2 separate regions of the Sus scrofa genome follow, and region 2 is linked to region 1. Evidence: chromatin contacts called from public Hi-C data. All regions are on one chromosome and are shown on one strand. Each heading gives the region's core, a stretch centred on a gene start, on an enhancer-like site or on the middle of the called end of the contact. The rest is flanking DNA. Distances are from core to core; before and after follow the strand shown. Region 1 holds the start of ING2 (inhibitor of growth protein 2). Region 2 holds the start of LRP2BP (LRP2 binding protein).

What was found. A called contact is a pair of places that touch in the nucleus more often than the background predicts.
Region 2: a Hi-C map of liver shows a contact between it and region 1, with 5 times the contacts expected there. The contact joins the promoter of LRP2BP here to the promoter of ING2 in region 1. A contact is called at or near these places in 1 of 5 promoter capture datasets (liver), 1 of 47 Hi-C or Micro-C datasets (liver) and 1 of 2 datasets of contacts at active chromatin or transcription factors (alveolar macrophages).

The regions. Positions count from the first base shown.
Region 1 is chr15:44,915,835-44,918,898 of Sscrofa11.1, reverse strand. ING2 (inhibitor of growth protein 2) reads right to left here and starts at 1,304. Exons shown (of 2, transcript XM_003133342.5): 1 at 204-1,304. The coding sequence starts at 375. LOC100621235 (a long non-coding RNA gene) reads left to right here and starts at 1,333. Exons shown (of 5, transcript XR_001301384.2): 1 at 1,333-1,418.
Region 2 is chr15:46,444,114-46,447,185 of Sscrofa11.1, reverse strand. LRP2BP (LRP2 binding protein) reads left to right here and starts at 1,530. Exons shown (of 11, transcript NM_001243566.2): 1 at 1,530-1,596; 2 at 1,599-1,614. The coding sequence starts at 1,583. It overlaps ANKRD37 (ankyrin repeat domain-containing protein 37), which reads right to left and starts at 1,397. Exons shown (of 5, transcript XR_002339222.1): 1 at 1,051-1,397; 2 at 767-919.

The DNA of each region.
Region 1 (3,064 bases), core at 55-2,554:
ACCGCAGGGGGAAGGGAGGGCCGCGAACCCCGTCTCCAGTCCCGTTCTCCCGTCCCACACACCAGACCCCTCTGTACACTCGGGGAGACTGTCACAGGAGAAATGGAAAGCGGCACTTCCCCAGGCAGGCTCCGAGGGACCGTGCCCGGCGGCCAGCGGATGAGTTGGGGGAGGACCCGCACAGGCAGTCCCGCGGCCCCTACCTTGATATTTGTTGTCCAACTCTCGCAGCACGGACACGTTCCTCTGCATGTCGTGGGGCAGCGACTCCACACACTCGAGGTAGTCCTGCACGTAGCAGGTGAGAAGCCGGCTCCGCTCCCCGGTCAGGAGTGCGGCCGACGAGTAGAGTTGCTGCTGCTGCTGCCCTAACATCCTGCCGCCGCTGCTGCTCCTCGCCGCCGCCGCCGCCGCCGCCTCCGCATCCAGCAGCCACTCATGCAACAGCCACGGCCGCCGCGGCTCCTCTGCTCCGCAGCCCGGCGCCGCGGGGACACCCGCAGCCGCTCAGGAGGGCACAGCCGAGTCCCCCGATCTCCACTCCCCCCAAAAAGAAGCCCTCACTCCCCGCCCCCGCGGTAACAAGCCCAGGGGCGGGGCGAGATCTGGGCTCCCTCCTTTTTCCCCTCCCTCCCCAGGACTAGAGCAGCGGGGATCCCCCCAGCGGAGCTGGCGCCGGGGTCCCGGGCGTTGACACTTCCTGTCCCCCTCAAAATCCCCAGATGCTACCGATGCCGCTTCGCAGCTCGGAACCCCATGACAAGCCTTTCGCTGCCCCTTTCCTCCCAATCACCCTCGGTGCCTGTCGGAGAGTCTCTCACTGGATTGCCCCCGCCCCTCCGGCTGCGGACGCGTCTGCGCCTGCGCAGGCCTCCCTCCTAATAAGGCCGGGGGCCCGCCCCTACCGCCCTACCGAAAGGTTCGCATTCTCCCGCCTTCCCTCCGCCACCCGGGTGATTGGTCTGTAAACTCTCGGCCCGGGGCGGGGGGAGGGTGCGAAGGGCAGCCAAACGGCAGGCTGCGCACCGCCCCCTCTTAAAGGGGAAGCACTGTCAAGTCCACCTCTTTGCTCAAGGTCTGAATGGGACTTGCGGGGGCTGACGGCTGAGTCCTCCCTTTCGTCCTTCCCACAGGGAGGGGGAAGCTTGGACCAGCTCCCCCAGCCCGGTGTTACCGACTTTTCCCCCATCAGGTGGATCAAGCGCGGCCCCTCGCAAGCCTTAAAAGGAGCAGCGGGCGGTGGCTCTCCGCCGCGACCCTGGAGGGAGGCCTTGCGGGTCGACGCGGCGGCTTGCAGCGGGCGCGGCTCCGAGCATGCGCGGCGGCTGTGTGCCCGCCCGCTCGGCACCGCCCTCGGGCTCGGTCCTCCTCCCGCCGCGGCCTGTAGGCTCCCGGAGCATCCGGGGCTGATCGCGGAGGTAGGCGGTGCCCCCACAGCCCCCTGAGGTTTCTTTCTCCCTTAGTCGATCCGTGTTTTGAATCTCCTGGCTTCAACGAGGTCCCACCCTTCCTCAGACGCGGGGCCCCCCCGCGCCGTCCCACGACCGTGCAGGTTTTGTCCACCCTCCCGCTCTTGGGAGATCGAGTTTAGTGTGGGCTGACTGCCCTGAAAACTGTCCAACGGGTAACCTTAAAAAAAGAAAAAGAAAAAAGTTTCCCCCCGGGGGATCAGAACGTTTAAGCATTAAACGTCGGCTAGGGCTTCCTGGCGGCTTGAGGTTCACCACCACCTTAACATCTTTCTCCTCTAAGACAGAAAAACACTGGGGGGCCCGAGGACAAGGGGTGGTGAAGACGCGAGGAAAAACCTAATTAGGAATCAGGTTCACGTCCTCATCTAGGTGATCGGTCGACAGGGTTTAATTTCTGTCTTTTGTAAACTGAAATGCCAGGCAGAGGAGCTAATTTTAATTTCAGATGGACTCAGTTTGTATAATGACGTGTGTTTTTGGAAGAAACGGGTGTAAAGAGAACTAATACAAAGAGAATTTTAATGGCGTGCCAAAGTAAACAAACACTATTGTGAGTAGCACATTTGAGTTAAAAAGAAAACGTGAGTGGGTGATAAATTTGGATTTCTCCTTATATCCATTTGGTTCGCCGCGGTGGTGCACTTGCATGGTGACCTATTTAGAGTACTTTTGAAATAGCTGTTAATAGTATGGTTACCATTGACATGCAAAGAGAAATCTAGACCTTGAGGTACAGGATATTTTAAATTTTAAAGCCGAAACAAAGCATTCTTGGAAATTTGAGTCTTGGGAACAAAGTAATATTACACAGGACTCGAAGATTGTCATGTGCTATTTTCCTGTGACACTTTGAGGTTTTGACCACTTCAACCCAGGCAGTGTAGTATTGTATTTCAGAGAATCATCTAGGTTTCTTATTGTTGTCCTCCTTTAAATCTCTTAGGTTAAGCAGCCAGATCTTGTCAAAAAACAGTCACTGTGAAAAATTGAATTTTATCACTTTTTGCCTGAACCTTACTAGTTTTGTTTACACATAGATTTAAATCGGTTAGGGTTTTTTTGAAGGCCCCAAATAATGCACAATGTCTTATTATTTATTGATTCTGATTAGACATAGAATGCACCTATGATTTTATTCAGCCTAAATAGTGATCTGCAGGCAGATATGACACATGGTTAGAAAGTAGAAGTGAGAAAAGGCAGTGATTCTGAATACCTAGAGCACTCCCTCCAAGAACAGAAGAGCATGAGATGAAGGGAGGATGAATATGCAAATGTAAAACTTTTAGAGCATTATTTTCACCTTTCATAATCCTATTGAACAAGCTGAAAGGAAGCAAAAAAAAAAAAAAAATCCAGATAATGATTTTTGAGCTTGTGTTTTTCTAAACCTAAGGACACTCTTATCTGGTCATATATATGTGGGTGTGAATTATTTCAGACAAGTGCTTTTCTTGCTATATTAATTTACAAAAACGAATCAAAGGCTTATTCCTGCCATACTTTTGAAAGCAGACTGGGTGGAGAGAATTAAAAAAAAAAAAAAATCACCAACCTCCCCAAACTCAACCCTTGACCTTGGTTATTTATCA
Region 2 (3,072 bases), core at 281-2,780, 1.5 Mb before region 1:
GAAGCCAGTTAGAACTGTATTGTTCTGGACTGAATTTTTTAATTTTTTTTTTAAATAAAGTTCACTTGGTACCCTAATAAATAGAGTTGTCATTAATAAAAACATGTGCAGCCACAGCTACATTCATTAAATTTTAAGTGAATAACAGCGAAATCGAAATCTATAAAAGTAAAAATTACAATTTAAAATTCACCATGCTTTAATATTCAGTGGAAGATGCAAACTACCTTCAGTTCTGTAAGAAATTATATTGTTTATGAGCATGAGTCACAAGTATGTCAGTAGCTACCCTGAGACTTCATTTGGTAATGGAGCAATTGTTCCTTTGGAAATGAATCGTAGACCTTCGAAATGCTGTCCGGTATATTAACCAGCAGCCCAACATATGGCTAATGAGCACCTGAAATGTGGCTAGTCTGAATTGAAATGTGCTATAAATGTAAAATACACACCGGATTGAGAAGACACATCAAAAGAAAATGTAAAATACTTAACAGTAATGTTTTATATTGATTACATATTAGAATGATATTTTGGATTAATTAGGTTAAATTACTAAGACTAATTACAAGTTTCGTTTTACTTCATTAATATGGCGACTAGAAAATTTTAAGTTACCTATGTGTCTCACTTATTTCTATTGGACATCGCTGAGACGGTCAAGTTCATGAAAGTGAAACCACTAAATATCCTGGTGCCTAAGAATTGTTTGAGGGGATTTGGGGTGGAGGGGAGGGTTGCACACAACAATCAGTTACCTAGTTACCTGTTGGTTGAGGTCAGCGCCAGTCTGCAGTTGCCAAAGAAGAAAGCAAGAAAGGCCGCCACCTGCAGCCAGGTGGACAGGCGACTGCTCACAGGGATCCGGAGGTGCGTTGACGGAGGCCCCCGTCTCTAGCAGTTGCTTCAGAATATCTACCTGCGAGAAGAGAACAGCTCCAGCACCATTCTTGCCTTTGTCCAGGCTCACGCCCTCCCAAAATTGAACATCCTCCCCCCTGCAAAAATTTTCCAGCTCTGAAGACACAGGGTCCATTGATCCACCATTACCTTAGCTAGCGCTCCCAAGAAGTCAGACCTCCGGAAGCTTAAACCTGCAGGACAAAAGCGGCCTGAGTCTCACCTCTGGGTTGCTATCAAGCAACTGCATTTCCCGCCTAAAGTAGTGGACTGGAGTCCTTGGGAGAGCAAAACGGTGGGGCACTCGTTGCAAACAGGTAAGAGTGCACAAGCTGCCTAAGAGCAGGAGAATTTAAAGATCGCCAGGGCCAGCGGGCCAGCCCCTCCCCGCCGCGCCCCAACTCTGGTTGAGCCCTAGCTGCCCAACCCTTGGCTTCCGGGCCTTTCTCCGCCCAGCTGCAGCCGCACGTACACAAAACACTGGCACGTGCAACCGGGAAGCCAGAGAGGCTGGCGGGGAGGAAGGAGGCGGAGGCAGCGCGGATCCGCCAGACGATTGGCCAGCGGTGGAGCTGTTAGGTCCGCCCACCCTGAGGCGGGGCCCTGGGCCGCTCCCCCGGAGTCCCGGTGCGCGTGCGCGGTGAGCGACGGCAGTCTGCGCGGCTGGAATGCAGCGCCCGCCATGAGGCGTGCGGAGTCCCCACGTCGGACGCGGTAGTTCCCAGCTCTAGTGCTTTTGGGGAAACGGGAGTCGCGGGCGGAGGTTTTGGTTTCTGCTGGCACGCACGTAACCAGGAAACGAGGGAGCTACGAGGCGCTCCGTGGCAATACCACCTTTGGAAGCTACCACGCGTGGGGCTGACGCCTTGGCCGCAGCCTCCAATTCTTTAGCTGCACGTTCAGAGTTGCCCGAGGCTTCGCTCTGTCCCCTGGGCCCTGGACACTTGGGGAAGAAAGCGGGATCTGGGGGTTTGGGGGTAGGTGGAGGGGCGACTGCCTCTTGGCTGCTCTGGGGGAAAGCTGGGTTGGGGGAAAGGCTCTCCTGGAGCTCTTTATACTGTTTAGCTGGAGTCATTCCTTTTTGTAAAACTTTAGAAAAAGACTTCCTCACTTCAGACTGTAGCCAGTGACTCGCACATCTAATCTCTGAACTCTTTCCTCAGCACTTTTTTTTCCCCAGATTAATCCTGCTAAAAGCTACAGCTGCAGCCATATATTTATTTTCCCTAACATCTTCAGTGATCTCCTTCTATCTACTGACATCTTTGAAAGCAGGAGTGAAAAATAATTTATTGCTATACTTTTAGAGGACAAGCTTGTTCTCTGAGATCGGTGTCCTTTTAGTTCCAATTGTTGGTTATAGTTTATTGTATATTTTGTAAGAGCCATAAAGTAATTTGGTAGTAATTCATAGTACTGAACTATGCACTGGTCCAAGGTGTCGACTGAGAAAAATGCACAACGTGGGAGTTGTGGGTTCAGTTTTTTATTCAAGACTTTACTGAGGACTCTAGCCCCGGAGACAGCCTTCAAATAGCTCTGAGGAACTGTTCCTAAGAGGTGGTTAGGAGACTAGTTTACATGTGATTTTTTTTGTTAGGAAATCCATGCAGTTAACATGTATCTTGGTAAAAGATCACTGCTAGTCACAGAGAACAAATAGCTCAGCTTAATGATTGTAGTGTTTTTCTATGCATGGGAAGGTGCAAAAGCAGAGTTTGTTAAAATTCTTGGTGAAATGTGTCTAACTGCCTGAAGGCTTGTTTGTCCAAAGCACAGAGCATCCCTTTATCACCTTTAATTTCCTCTGTCTGAAGCAGAGTGCCCATCATGGCATCATCTTAATCTCTCTGAGGCATCAATTGCACTGTTGGCCCATGGCTGCAGCAGGTTAATCTTGAAGACTTGGATGGTGAGCAAATTGCTCTTTGCTCTTTTGTTTCCAAGGGGTAGTTTTAAACATTTATACGCATACTTGAACATAAACATGTATATTTGTGTTCAAACATATTATAGAATCATGCTTGTGTTCTGTTTTTTATGTTTAAACTAGTCACAATACCTTGTTTATATTTAAAGAATGTGAGAGATATATGAGAATACCTGTCCATGTTGCCAATTTTCCTTTTCTCGTGTTTTTCAATTCGATAAGCACTATTTTTCAAAGCATAT